2 separate regions of the Delphinus delphis genome follow, and region 1 is linked to region 2. The links are chromatin contacts, called in public Hi-C maps. All regions are on one chromosome and are shown on one strand. Each heading gives the region's core, a stretch centred on a gene start, on an enhancer-like site or on the middle of the called end of the contact. The rest is flanking DNA. Distances are from core to core; before and after follow the strand shown. Region 1 holds the start of KDM3A (lysine demethylase 3A). Region 2 holds the start of RMND5A (required for meiotic nuclear division 5 homolog A).

Evidence for each region. A called contact is a pair of places that touch in the nucleus more often than the background predicts.
Region 1: a contact with region 2 is called in a Hi-C map of muscle, with 6 times the contacts expected there. The contact joins the promoter of KDM3A here to the promoter of RMND5A in region 2. A contact is called at or near these places in 3 of 3 Hi-C or Micro-C datasets (lung and muscle).

What each region holds. Positions count from the first base shown.
Region 1 is chr12:14,861,565-14,867,518 of mDelDel1.2, reverse strand. It overlaps KDM3A (lysine demethylase 3A), which reads left to right and starts at 2,787. Exons shown (of 26, transcript XM_060027399.1): 1 at 2,787-2,891; 2 at 3,430-3,644. The coding sequence starts at 3,459.
Region 2 is chr12:14,580,983-14,586,827 of mDelDel1.2, reverse strand. RMND5A (required for meiotic nuclear division 5 homolog A) reads left to right here and starts at 3,263. Exons shown (of 9, transcript XM_060027402.1): 1 at 3,263-3,858. The coding sequence starts at 3,717.

The DNA.
Region 1 (5,954 bases), core at 1,538-4,037, 280 kb before region 2:
CACCCCCAATACTAGTGTGCACCCTCCAATACTAGTAACCATCATTATGAGTCTCAATATATATATTTCATAGAACATATATAGTGTAATTTGTGTGTGTGTATTTTCAAATATTGCCAAATGCAACTTTCTTTTTCATTCAAAATGTGTTTTGCTAATCTATCGTTATTTGTACATCTAAATATACTTCATTCCCTTTCAAATGCTCTACAGCTTTTCGCTATATGTATCACATTTCATTTATTTATTTAATTGAAGCACATTTCGATTATTTCTAATTTTTCACAGCCACAGACAATGCTGAAATGAACAACCTTGTCGATGTCTCCTAGTTCATATTTGAAGGTGTTTTTCTAAGGTGGGTGTCTTATATTCCTAGGTTTGTAGGAAGTTTAAAATTATTTTTTAATCATGAATAAGCATTAAATATGTGTGTGCTCTTAATATTCCTAGTTTTCTTGGTAGTTCAGTGTTCATTGTGAGTGTGTGTTCTTTTCAGCCTCTATTAAAAGGAACACAATTTTTCTCTTTTAACCTGTTGTGGTGAGTTATAGTAATTTTCTAATCTTGAAATATCCTCATATTCATATAATCTAATTAATCACAGTGATTATTTTAAAAATATGTTGCTGGGTTTAACTTGCTGATGTTTTATGTAAGAATTTTCTATCTCTGTTCATAAATGTGATTGAACTATCGTTTTCCTTTCTTGTACTCTACTGGTTCAGATTGGATAATAGGGGTTTGCAAGTTTTATAAGATGCATTGGATACCTTTCCATCTTTCTTAAGTTCTGGAACCATGAATGTAACCTAGGAATTATATGTTATTTGAAGTTTGATAGAACTTGTTCCCAGCTATTGTTTTTCACATTAATATTTAATTATGTAATCTAGATCCTCCATACCCTCACTTATTTTAAAAATCTGAGATGCCTATTTCTGGGGTAGATGTATTTATAAATATCTTCACTGTACTCTTATTACAAATTGTCAAAAATTTCTCATACGTTTAGTCTTAGCATAGGCTAGAATATGTTCCCAGAGTCACAATAGTTCAAGGGTGTGTGTTACCTTTGTGGACTTTATCCTTTATTAGTATAAAATCCTTTTCTCTTTGATGCCTTTGCTTTCAATTATATTAACATTGCTATATCGCTTTCCTTCAATTACCATTAGATTACAAACTCTTTTAACCCACTATTTTCAAGCTTTCTGTGTTGTTGTTGGAGTTTGCTGGTGGTCAGTTTATAGATGGATTTTATTTTTAATCCAGTGTGTCTTTTTAAGGTCTGAGTAAATTAACCCACTTATATTTATTGTAAATACTGATATTTAGACTTACTCCTCTAATTTTATTTTATTTTATTTTTGTATTTACCGTATTTCTGCTTAGGTTTTTTTTTTTTTTTCTTTTTTTATTCCTCCCTTCTTCCCATTCTGACTTATGTTGTGCTGGACAAGTTTTCTCTGTTCCATTTTCCCCCTTTTCAATGGTCTGTAAATTACAAATCAAATTAATCCTTCAGTGTTTATTCTTAATTAAAATTTTTATTTAATGTCATGTATTCAGAACATATATGTTGAAAATCAACACCTGGATTTAACTTCTATCTATAATTCCTTGAATACATTTCTGAACTTTTTCGGATTCTCGGTTTTCACACTTGTAAAATTGGGAGCTTGAGTTCTTCACTTAATCTTCATTTAAAGATTAAATGTGATGCCAGGTCAAGCACCAGCCTTTATAAAATAAGAGATCTTCAATTACTTCATTCCGTTTTTTCTTCATTCAACCAAAAAACTTCAGGTCCAAAAGACACAATCACCCCTCAACTCCTTTGTCCTTCAAAGTCACCTCCTCTTCATATCTCTTACATCATTATGACCTTGATCTAGTCTTTCCATTTCATTGTAAGACTCAGAATATCTTTTCATCCTCCCTTTACATTGAAAAACAAAAAGAAAAATACCCATTCTGCATTGTACTGAACTGCATCTTTTGCTTTGGATTTAATTAACGTGTCATTTCCCAGGGACTCCATGCCTTTCTTCATTTTTCCTTCAAAATGGCGGACTTTAGACGTTCCATGATCAGCACCACGTGCGCCTGCGCCTCCCGCGGCCATTTCGCCCAGCAGCCCAAGCTCCAGCCTCTCCTCCGCGAAGCGCCTGCGCACGAGTCTCTAGAGCACCGTCGCTCCTCCCTCTAACTGAGTACGCTTCAAACCGCACGTTCATGTCCCTTCCCTCCCCCGCTGACTCTGCACCGCCCTCACCCCTTTCCTGTGAGATTCTTCCGCCAAGTGAAAAGCCTATCTTCGGTCGACAGCCTACGCACTTGAAAAGCAATCCAATAAGCACTTACAGCCCTGGGGTTCGCCATTCAGTCTTATCTGTGCACCACTGCAATTTTCCTCTGGGTCCTAAAGTTGATGACCGATTTCTCTGGACTTTTTTGCATCCCGTGAGGCAACAAATGGAAAGAATGGCTGTGGCGGAGGGATCCCTCGCTTACGCTCGGTGTACTTTAACCTAATGGGGGTCGTCCGAGAGTCGGAAGGGGGAGGGGAAAGGGAGGAGGCAGCCGAGGAATTGTTTTTTTCTCTCGCCCCGCCCTCGCCGGGGCGGCCAATGGCGATGGGCTCCTTCCCCACGAGTCTCGCCCAGCTCCTTGGACCCAGCCAATGAGCGATGGAAGCGGCTCCGAGGGGGCGGGCCCGGGAGGCTGTGCGTGTCTTGTGAGAGCTCTTGAACCAAGTCAGAGAGCTAGAGTCGGCTGGGCGGCTGGAAACGGTGGCCGCCGCCGGTGACTCAGGGAGGCGGGAGGCGGGAGGCGGGAGGCGGGGTAAGAGCGCCACGGCCTCGGCTGAAGGGATCGGAGGAAGAAAGGTGAAGGCGCCAAGCCCGCGGCCCCGCCGCCCCCGCGCCGCGGCGCAGGCTGGGGGTCTGCGGCCGAGTAGAAGGGTGTCGGGGCGGGGCGGCGGGGCAAGTGCGGAACGGCGGGCTCGCCCCTCCCGCGGGGCTGCCCGGGGCGGGGACCCGGCCGCCTGGGACGGGGCCTCTGCTTCGGGGCCTTTTCTTTTCCGGGGTGAGGGGCGAACACTTTCAAATCCACTTAAGCCACAAATAATTCTCCCCTCACTCTGTCTGCATTTAGGTTTCAGGTTTTGGAAAAGCGAAACTTGGGAGAGCCAGGGTCACGCGACGCTTGGGCCAGTGTTTGCGGTGGGGGAGGGATCGGGGGGCGGGAAGGGCGCGGGTGGAGAGATCGGGTGCGGGTCCTCCGTCTCACCCGCCGCCGCCTGGGGTCCCCTCCTCCGATCGGGATTAGGACCCTTTCCTCCGCCCTGGCCTCCCCCACCGACCTCTCTTCCCGGCCCCCTCCCGCCGGCCGCCCCCGTTGCATTTTGTTTTTGTGTTTTTGCAGGGAGGAGCCCTTCCTGCAGCGTTGGAACCATGGTGCTCACGCTCGGAGAAAGTTGGCCAGTATTGGTAGGGAAGCGATTCCTCAGTCTGTCCGCAGCCGACGGCAGCGACGGCGGCCACGACAGCTGGGACTTGGAGCGCGTCGCCGAGTGGCCCTGGCTCTCCGGGACCATTCGAGCCGTCTCCCACACCGACGTTACTAAGAAGGATCTGAAGGTAAAACCGGCTCCCGGGCCTCGGCAGTCGGACGTTTCCTAGTTACCTTGGTAACGAGACAGCCAGCAACCCTCCCTCCCTTTTTCTGAAAAGGCGACCAGAAAGTTGGCATCTGATCTGAAGGTGCAGAAAAGTAGACCTTGAAAGTCTTTGAAATGGTGTGTAGAGCGAGGTGTGTTTGGCTTAGAGTTGCCCGTGTTTAATAATGGGCTTAGGGTTGCTCAGACATGATTAGTTATTGCACGCGCTGTGCCTTATCAGGGCTGTACGATGATTTCTCCGAAGGGGGAGTGTTGTTAATATTAAGTTGGGCAAGTGGGTGACGTTAGGAATCATTGAGAATTGAGCACTAGTGCTTAGAAGTGCTTTCAGTCGGGTTTTTTGTTTGTTCCTTCTAATTTCTTCACCCAACTTCTTAAACTTTCAGACTTAGAAGTGTGAGTGTAGAGGAAGGAGCTTAATTCTCTTCAGTATATTAAGGTGGGTATTTGTCCGTATATGGTGGGTCAGGGCAGGAGTGGGTTCCTGGTTGTCTCTGATGAGTCTGTGAGTGGGTGTGGGATATGACCATATATGGAGGGCTGGGGTGGAGCTGCCCCTTATATGGTGTGTTGGAGGGATGGCTTTGAAATATTCCATTTGGGTGTTTGAGGGAAGGGAGAGAAATGGGAACGAGTGCGGCCAGTGATTTTTAATCAGAATGGCACGCAGAACCTTTTTCAGTTAGATCTTTTCGAAAAGAGATGAATTCTGATCGTACTCCCTAATAGAAGTATTGGTGTGAAAGGATTGTGTGGAAACTACCAGTGAGGAAGCCATTGTACCAACAAAGACTCCTTTGTGCAAAAATAACTGAAAAAAGGTCCCCAACAAAGACTCCGAAGTGGTGATAACTTGAAGGAAGCTTGTCAGAACAGAAGAGCTTTCCATCCTGGGTAACGGATATGTTTTAGTATCTTCACTTGGTCATTATCTTTGCTTTTTCTTGAAAACTGCTCAAATAAGGGAAGCAAGTTTTTGCATTGGCAGTTGAATATGTGTTGATTGCTGAAACACTGTTCAAGGAATTGGCATAACCTGTGTTCTGACCCAGAAAGTTTTGACCCTTGAGCCCACCTTCTTAATCATCGTGCTCCCTGATCAAAGGCTCTGCCACCAGAGGACTCCTGTCGTACACTGTGAAATTTGGTTTCACTCCTAGCAAGGTGCGTTTTGATGTTTACAGAAAGAAGGTAATGTGGTACAGCCTATTTGCTTAGGCTAATCATCTTTCTCAATAAAATGGGCTTTGTGTAGTAGATTTCAGTCATAGTTGCGGCGGTTCATTTCACCTGCCAAGTAAAATTTTCTGTAGTGCATTTGTTTTTACCCGATTTGAGTGGAAACAAGATTAATCCTTACAGTCTTTAGTTCTTTGGCAGATGATGAGAGACTAGGTGTTTCCTTACTCAGCAGTGATTGCAGACCCGTTGGGTTAGGAAGGGAACCTAGGAGGTCCTTTATGTGTGTTCTTTTAAATCTCCACATCTCCCTCACCCCCAGCCTTTGAAGTGGTGGTGGTATCTTCATTTTCAGAATAAAGAAATAGATTTAGGAAAGGAAATCTTGTCCAGACTTGCATAGTTAGCTACTAAGTGACACAGGGAGCATTGGAATCCACGTTTGGCTATGTGTGTCTTCACTGCACTAAGGTGCCTAACCTGGAGACGACAGGGATTTTAATTCAAAAGCAATTTTGACTATAGTGGATTTTTTGCTTTACCTACAGACTTCACAACTCAGCCCTCATGTAAGAAATCTACTCAGTTTCTCTTTTTGAATCATGATTTATTGCTGCATTCCTTAATTGAGTAGCAGATAAAGTAATTGGTGTAAGTTTAAGGATATGTTGTGTTAGCAAAAACACAGTTTTTGAAACATTGAAACCTATTGTGTTTGGCCAGATGCAGGCAGGAACTGAGTAACTAAGACAATGCCTAAGACCTGGGCTTAGGGATATTGAGTTTTTGGGAGTGGGTTGGGGGGGCTGCAATGAATATGAATGAATGAAATTCAAGTAGTGTGCAACTGTTTTAGTACTAATAGAAGTACAAGTCTGTCTAGACTGACTTGCTTCCTTAGTTGAGGTTGAAATGAATGAGACCAAGGCTTGTTAACTTTGTTTCATCTAGAGAAAGACTTTGTAACAAAGTCACTTACTCAGATACAATGTTTAGTAGTTGATTACAGAGAAGTTAGGTGAAGACATAATAGATTTGTTTCATCTAGAGAAAGACTTCGTAACAAAGTCACTTATTCAGATACAATGTT
Region 2 (5,845 bases), core at 2,014-4,513:
TGGAAAAAGGTATCAGTAGTGAAAGGTATCAATAGTAATAGGAATTGTCCTGTTACTTGAAGAAAGGGGAGGATCTGAGTAGCTGAGAATAAAGAAAAGCATTCTAGAAGAAGAAAAAGCATGAAGAAGCTGTACTCAGCTCACCTTGAAAGTATGAAAGTGCCCAGTGTTTGGATGGGGGATTGTGATGTGTCACTATGCTAGGCAGACCATGCAGCTGAGAATTAGGATTTGAAGCTGCAAGTAATGGGGAGTCGTGATTACTTCTGTTCAGTGGATAATAGTAGCTCTTACCATATGGCAGGCATTATTATATTGAGTGCCTTACATGGATTGTCTGATTTAATTCTTATAACAACCTTTTGAGGGGAATGAAGAGTCACCTGGTGGGACTGTAGAGGTAAGAGATAAAGGCAGGTAAGAGAAGCAATTATAACCTTGGAAACATGTCAAAAGTACTAAGGAAGGTGAAGGATGTAGAAACTAAAAAGCCTCATTTAAGACATTAGGAAGTTAGACTCAACAGAACATGTGGAGGGTGAATGGAAAAGGGAGTGAGACAATCTTTATCCTTAGGGATACTGATGAGGACAAAATCCTGGGAAGCACCAATAATTCTGGGGTGACTGAAAGCAGCTGACTTAGTAGACGGATCTTGAGAAGGATGTAGTTGGCAATGGAAACAGGTTAGTGGAGTCAAGAAATCTGATGGGGAAAAGGTTTTCAAGAATCCTAGAGGTAAGTTAATGATGAGGATGGTGAAGTGGCAGAGGAACATGGGAGAGTTAAGGTAATGCTGACAAAAACTGAGGAGTCAAGAGGAGGAAAGTCTGTTGTAGAAGGGAGATACGGATTCTGTTCCTGACATGTTGACTGGAGGTAACGAGTCCTCTGGATGATGATGCCTTGCTAGTTGGGGGGAATGTGAAGCTGGTTTATGAGACACATCAAGGCTGGAGAGGGGCAAGTTTAATGTGTTCTCACAGTAGAGCAGGTAAAGGGAAAAGAGAAGGTTGAGGATAGAAGCTGGGACGAATGCTCATCCACATAGGTGACTAAACGAGAAAGAAGAGCCAGGAAGGGAGAAGGGGTGACGGAACCATACCATGGCAATGCCTTGACGGTGAAGGAAGAATTTTAAAAGTGAAGGTTAGGCACAATTTTCATGTGTTGCATGATAAATAGTGATGGTGTGAACCCACCCGGAAACCCATTCCGGAGGTCAAGGAAAAAAAGAGTGAGAAAAGGGTGACTGAGTTTATCAAGGAAATCCTTGGAGGAACAGGAGGAACAAGTGCAGAGGATTTGTTTGGGCAGTTTGGCCATGGAAGGACTGAGAGGAAAAGGGAAACAGCTTGAGGAGGGTTACATGAAGGTTTCCCCCATGTCCCCAGGTCAGCTGGCAGCTTAGGAAGGGAGAAGGGACTCTTCTTCCTTTAGGTATTTGACAACAGTTAACAAAATGGATGCTACAGGTAGACATACTTTGAGAAGAGTGGCAGAGGGTGCTGGAGTTGGATGTTTTTCACTTTCTCAGTGAAGCCGGAATCAGGGCCACCTGCCAAGAAAGGAGAAAGGAAATCAGGTTAGGTGGGGAAGAGAAAGAAGATATGTAACAGCAACCGTTGGGGCTGCCCTTGAGAATTACCAAGAAATAAATTACAGGATTGGGTGCTAGACCAACATGATTCCATGACTTTAAACTGCCATCTCAGATTTACTCCTGGGAACTGACAACAACAGTAACAACCACCATCACTATTTATCATGTGGTTATCACGTGCTTCTGGGTGTTTACACAAATTATCTCACTTACTTTTCCTAACAATGACGTGAAGTGTTATTAATTCTGATTATTTCCAAATTATAAAAAAAGGAAATTGAGGCTCAAAGAGATTTTACCTTAATTAAAAAAAAAAAAAAGATTTCATACTATGTTGCCAGACACTGTTCCAGGCACAGAAAAGACGGGCAAGGGGGCTGCCTTCGTGGAACTTTATTGAAGAGGTGCAAACAGAAAAGTAAACGAATAATTTAATCCGATCATTTCAGATTTTAATAAATAGAGCGAAAAGAATAAAACTGGTAGTATAATAGGTATTATAATAAATGATATAGTTTATTACATCCAATGGAGGAGGGAGTGCGGGAGGGTAGAAGATACATTAGTGTGGTCAGGGGAGGACTCTCTGTGGGACAAGTGTGCTAATGACAAGGTGGATGACAAGGTGGAAGAGATTTCCAAGGCCAAAGAAAAGCTAAGGACAGAGGCCCTGAAGCAAGAACCAGCTTGGCTCCTCGTGCAGGTGCAGCTCAGTGGGCAAGCAGGTATAGGCCAAGGTTGGAGGCGCCACGGCAAGTCAAGGAAAGGATTTACGCAAAGGGGGTTACTCCATCCGATTCAAAGGAGTAAGGCGCCGAAGAGGCAGGGGCCAGGCCGTCAGGATCTCCGACGCGAATTTGCATTCCGCGAAGCTGCCCGCATTAGACGCGGGGTGAGGCAACCGGTCAGGAGAGGCTCCAGGCCTAGGGGCCAAAGGGCCGAGGCCTGCGGGGGTGGAGGTGTGAGGCGTGTGACCTTCCAAGTGTCGCAAGAGTCGAGACAGCACCGCGGACCGCGCCCGGCCAGCAGGCAGCCCCCCTCTCCCGCCCCAGAATCACCCCCGCCTTCCATTCTCTTTAGCGACCCTCGCCTGCAGCACCACCCACCACTCCTGGCCAGGCTTGATTTTTCCTCCGGGGTGGAAAGTCGGTCTTCCAGAACTTCGGAACGACAGTACCCCCAGGAGTGATGGGGGATGAAATAACTCAGGGCTAGAGCGAAGTCCTACGGGAAATAGACCTTTTTATTTCTGCCTTGTTTTCCCTCTTGGCTTTCTAGAAACGACTTGCTTCCCGGGATGCTCTCCAAGTCACCCCCTCCAACAGCGAGCCTATTGGTTTGGCCCCTAGTCTCGGATTGGCTGAAGGGTTACGCCTCGGCCAGGGATTGGAGGATGTTTGTTCCTTACGTATTCCCGGCGCCCATTGGTTCGTTTTCCCCGTTTCTGGGCGGAGTGGTTTGGGACGGTTTCCACCCTCTTGTTTACGGAGCGCGTAGTTGTAGCGCTCTCAAATCTCTGGGGCTGTCTCCAAAGTTCCCTATTTAGCTCTTCGGACCAATTGGGTCCTTGCTCCACCCTCTCCCGCTCCCTTGCACGCCTCCCGTGTGGTACGGCCCACAGCTTTAGAGCGGCGGCGCAAGCGGACGCTCGTCGCGTTCCTCCGCCTGCGCTCGCCGGGTTGTCCCCCCCTCGAGGGTGCGCTTGGTACGGCCCGCGCCTCCTCCTTCTCTAGCTGGGGTGGTTGCCTCCCCCTCGGGTCGGTGGCGCTTGGTGCCGCCCGGGAGAACCAGGTCATCGGTCGGTTCCCGTGAAAACAAAAACAATCGGCGGCGCCTAGGCTGGCAGCCGAACGCGGGGATCGGGGGCGCGGGGCCGGGTGGGACCAGCGAGCGGGAGCAGCGGCGACGCGCCGGGGTCGGGGCGCCATGGGGCAGGCGGGCACGGGCTTCGCCGGGGTCCCCCGGCGCCGGGGCTAGCGCGTCCGCCGCCTCGGCCGCCCGCGCCGCCCGCCTGGGGGACGAGGAGCAGGACGCGGCCTCGGCCGGGCCCGGGCCGAACGGCTGCGGACACCCGGGCACCGGGGAGCCGAACGCCGCCGCCGCCGCCTCCGGGATGGATCAGTGCGTGACGGTGGAGCGCGAGCTGGAGAAGGTGCTGCACAAGTTCTCAGGCTACGGGCAGCTGTGCGAGCGCGGCCTGGAGGAGCTCATCGACTACACGGGCGGCCTCAAGCACGAGATCCTGCAGAGCCACGGTAGGGCGGCCCGGGTGGGCGCGCGGGGCCGGGCCCACCCGCCCGCGTCCCTCAGGCCCCGGCGGGCTAGGAGGGTGCCCGGTCCCGCCTTCCCCGGGGCGCGGAAACCCACCAGGCCCCTGTGACTTTTTCTCCTTCTCTCGCCCGATTTGTCTCGAACCTGCCCCGTCCTCGTTGTTAATTACGAGTCAGCGCGAACCCACCCGGAAACCCATTCCGGAGCCACGGGCTCCAGCCCGGGTTAAACGGGGTTGGGGGCCGGTCCTTCGCACCTGCAAACTGCTACACTCCCGGGGTGGGCGCTCCTCGTCAATTGCCTTGGGCCCAAGGATCTGGGCCATGAGAGGGTCAGTGCAGCGAGCCCCCCTCCTCCCCTGCTCCGAACACTTAGCCCGGGGACTTTCCTCGCCTTTCTTCTCTTTTTTTTCTTTCTTTTTCTTAAATTAGAAACTCGAGTGTTATTCTTAGCTGTGGATTAACGGAACAGCCGCTCCTGCAAGTCCATAATTTGACTCTGTGTAGAAGTAGCTTTTCTTCAACTCCGCAGCGGCACCGACACGATTCCTAGGAAACTGGCTAAATCAAACTGTTCAGCTCTCCTAGCCTGCGAAGAGACAGAGGCAACTCTCCGGAAACACATTGTAACATAAGTTGTTAGTTAGTTGCGTTACCTGGTCAAGTTTTTACTTGATTTCCTTTCAGAAAACAGATTTTCTCTAGAAGGGGTTTCCCCTATATTATTGCCCTGGGCCCTGGGGGCAGATACGTTGCCAGAGTTAACTTGTGGAAGCTGGTTGGGAAGGGTTTTGGGTTTTGGTTTTGTTAAAGGTCTGGTATCCTTAGATTAAAATATCCATAGTGTTTTATCCATCTGGGATGGGCCCCAAATCCCATCCCAGATGGGAGCAAGAAATAAAGGACTTTATTTAATGGATTTATTGAAGAGGTTGGGAGGTCTCAACTCAGAGGCTGAACAGAAGTTTCTGACAAGGGAGGTTTGGTAGCTGGGGTGATGTCGATACTGTGGTCGGAGCGATTGAGGACAGTGGCAATAGCCGAGCTTCTCTCCACCTCTCCTTCCTCCTTGTACACCTTCCTTTCCCAGACTGCTTTCAGTTGAGAGTTAGTGCTCATCCATGGTGAGGGAGTCTTAACAGCAACATCTCATCGTGGACACTGGCAGTCACGTTTGAACTCCGGGGAAGAAGCAAACCAGAGACCATAGTGGGGGTACGACTTGGCATATGAATATGGAAAAATGAGCAGACCTAGACGGCTGCCTGTGATGGGGAAGGAGAGGTGGAGTGGGGTGGGACTCCTGGCAAGGCTCTGGTGAACTTGGTTTTGGACAAAGTTGGCCTTGAAAGGCCAATGAAGATAGCCAAGGGCATAATGTCTACTGGTGGCTGAAGATGTATAGATGGAGTTTAGGAGGAAAGTAAGGTTTAAGATGGTTTCCTGGTGTCATTCCTACAGAGGAGAGTGAAGGAGTTTACTTAGGCTGCAGGGAAGAACGACTCTAGGATCTAACCACAGGCTTGAACTCCTGTTGAAGAGCGGAGGGCCAGGAGGTGCCCCCGGAAACAGAAAGGACAGGCTTAGAAAAAGAGAGGTTGGTCAACTCGTATTTGCTATTGGGAGTCAGTGACCCTCTTTGCTTGCAGTTTCATAGAATTGTTAAAATAAACTAGGTGACTGGGAGTTAAGAAAAATAATGCAGATTGAGGGGTGAGGGGCTGCTTAAGTAATGGGGCTGAAGGTGTGCCCCCTCTGCCTTAAACTGGAGAGGAGATCTTTGTTTTGTTAAAGACAGAAAGGGAAGGAGTGGGTGCAGGGTGCAGACTTGGAGCGGTGGAAGGAACATTTCATTTTTGGGGACCAGGTCAGAGATTGAGGGCTTGGATAGGCAGAGCATGAGGGGCAGAAGATGGAAAGTAAAATCCCTTTCTTCCATGAGAAGACAGAGGGCATATTAATTGTAGGGAAA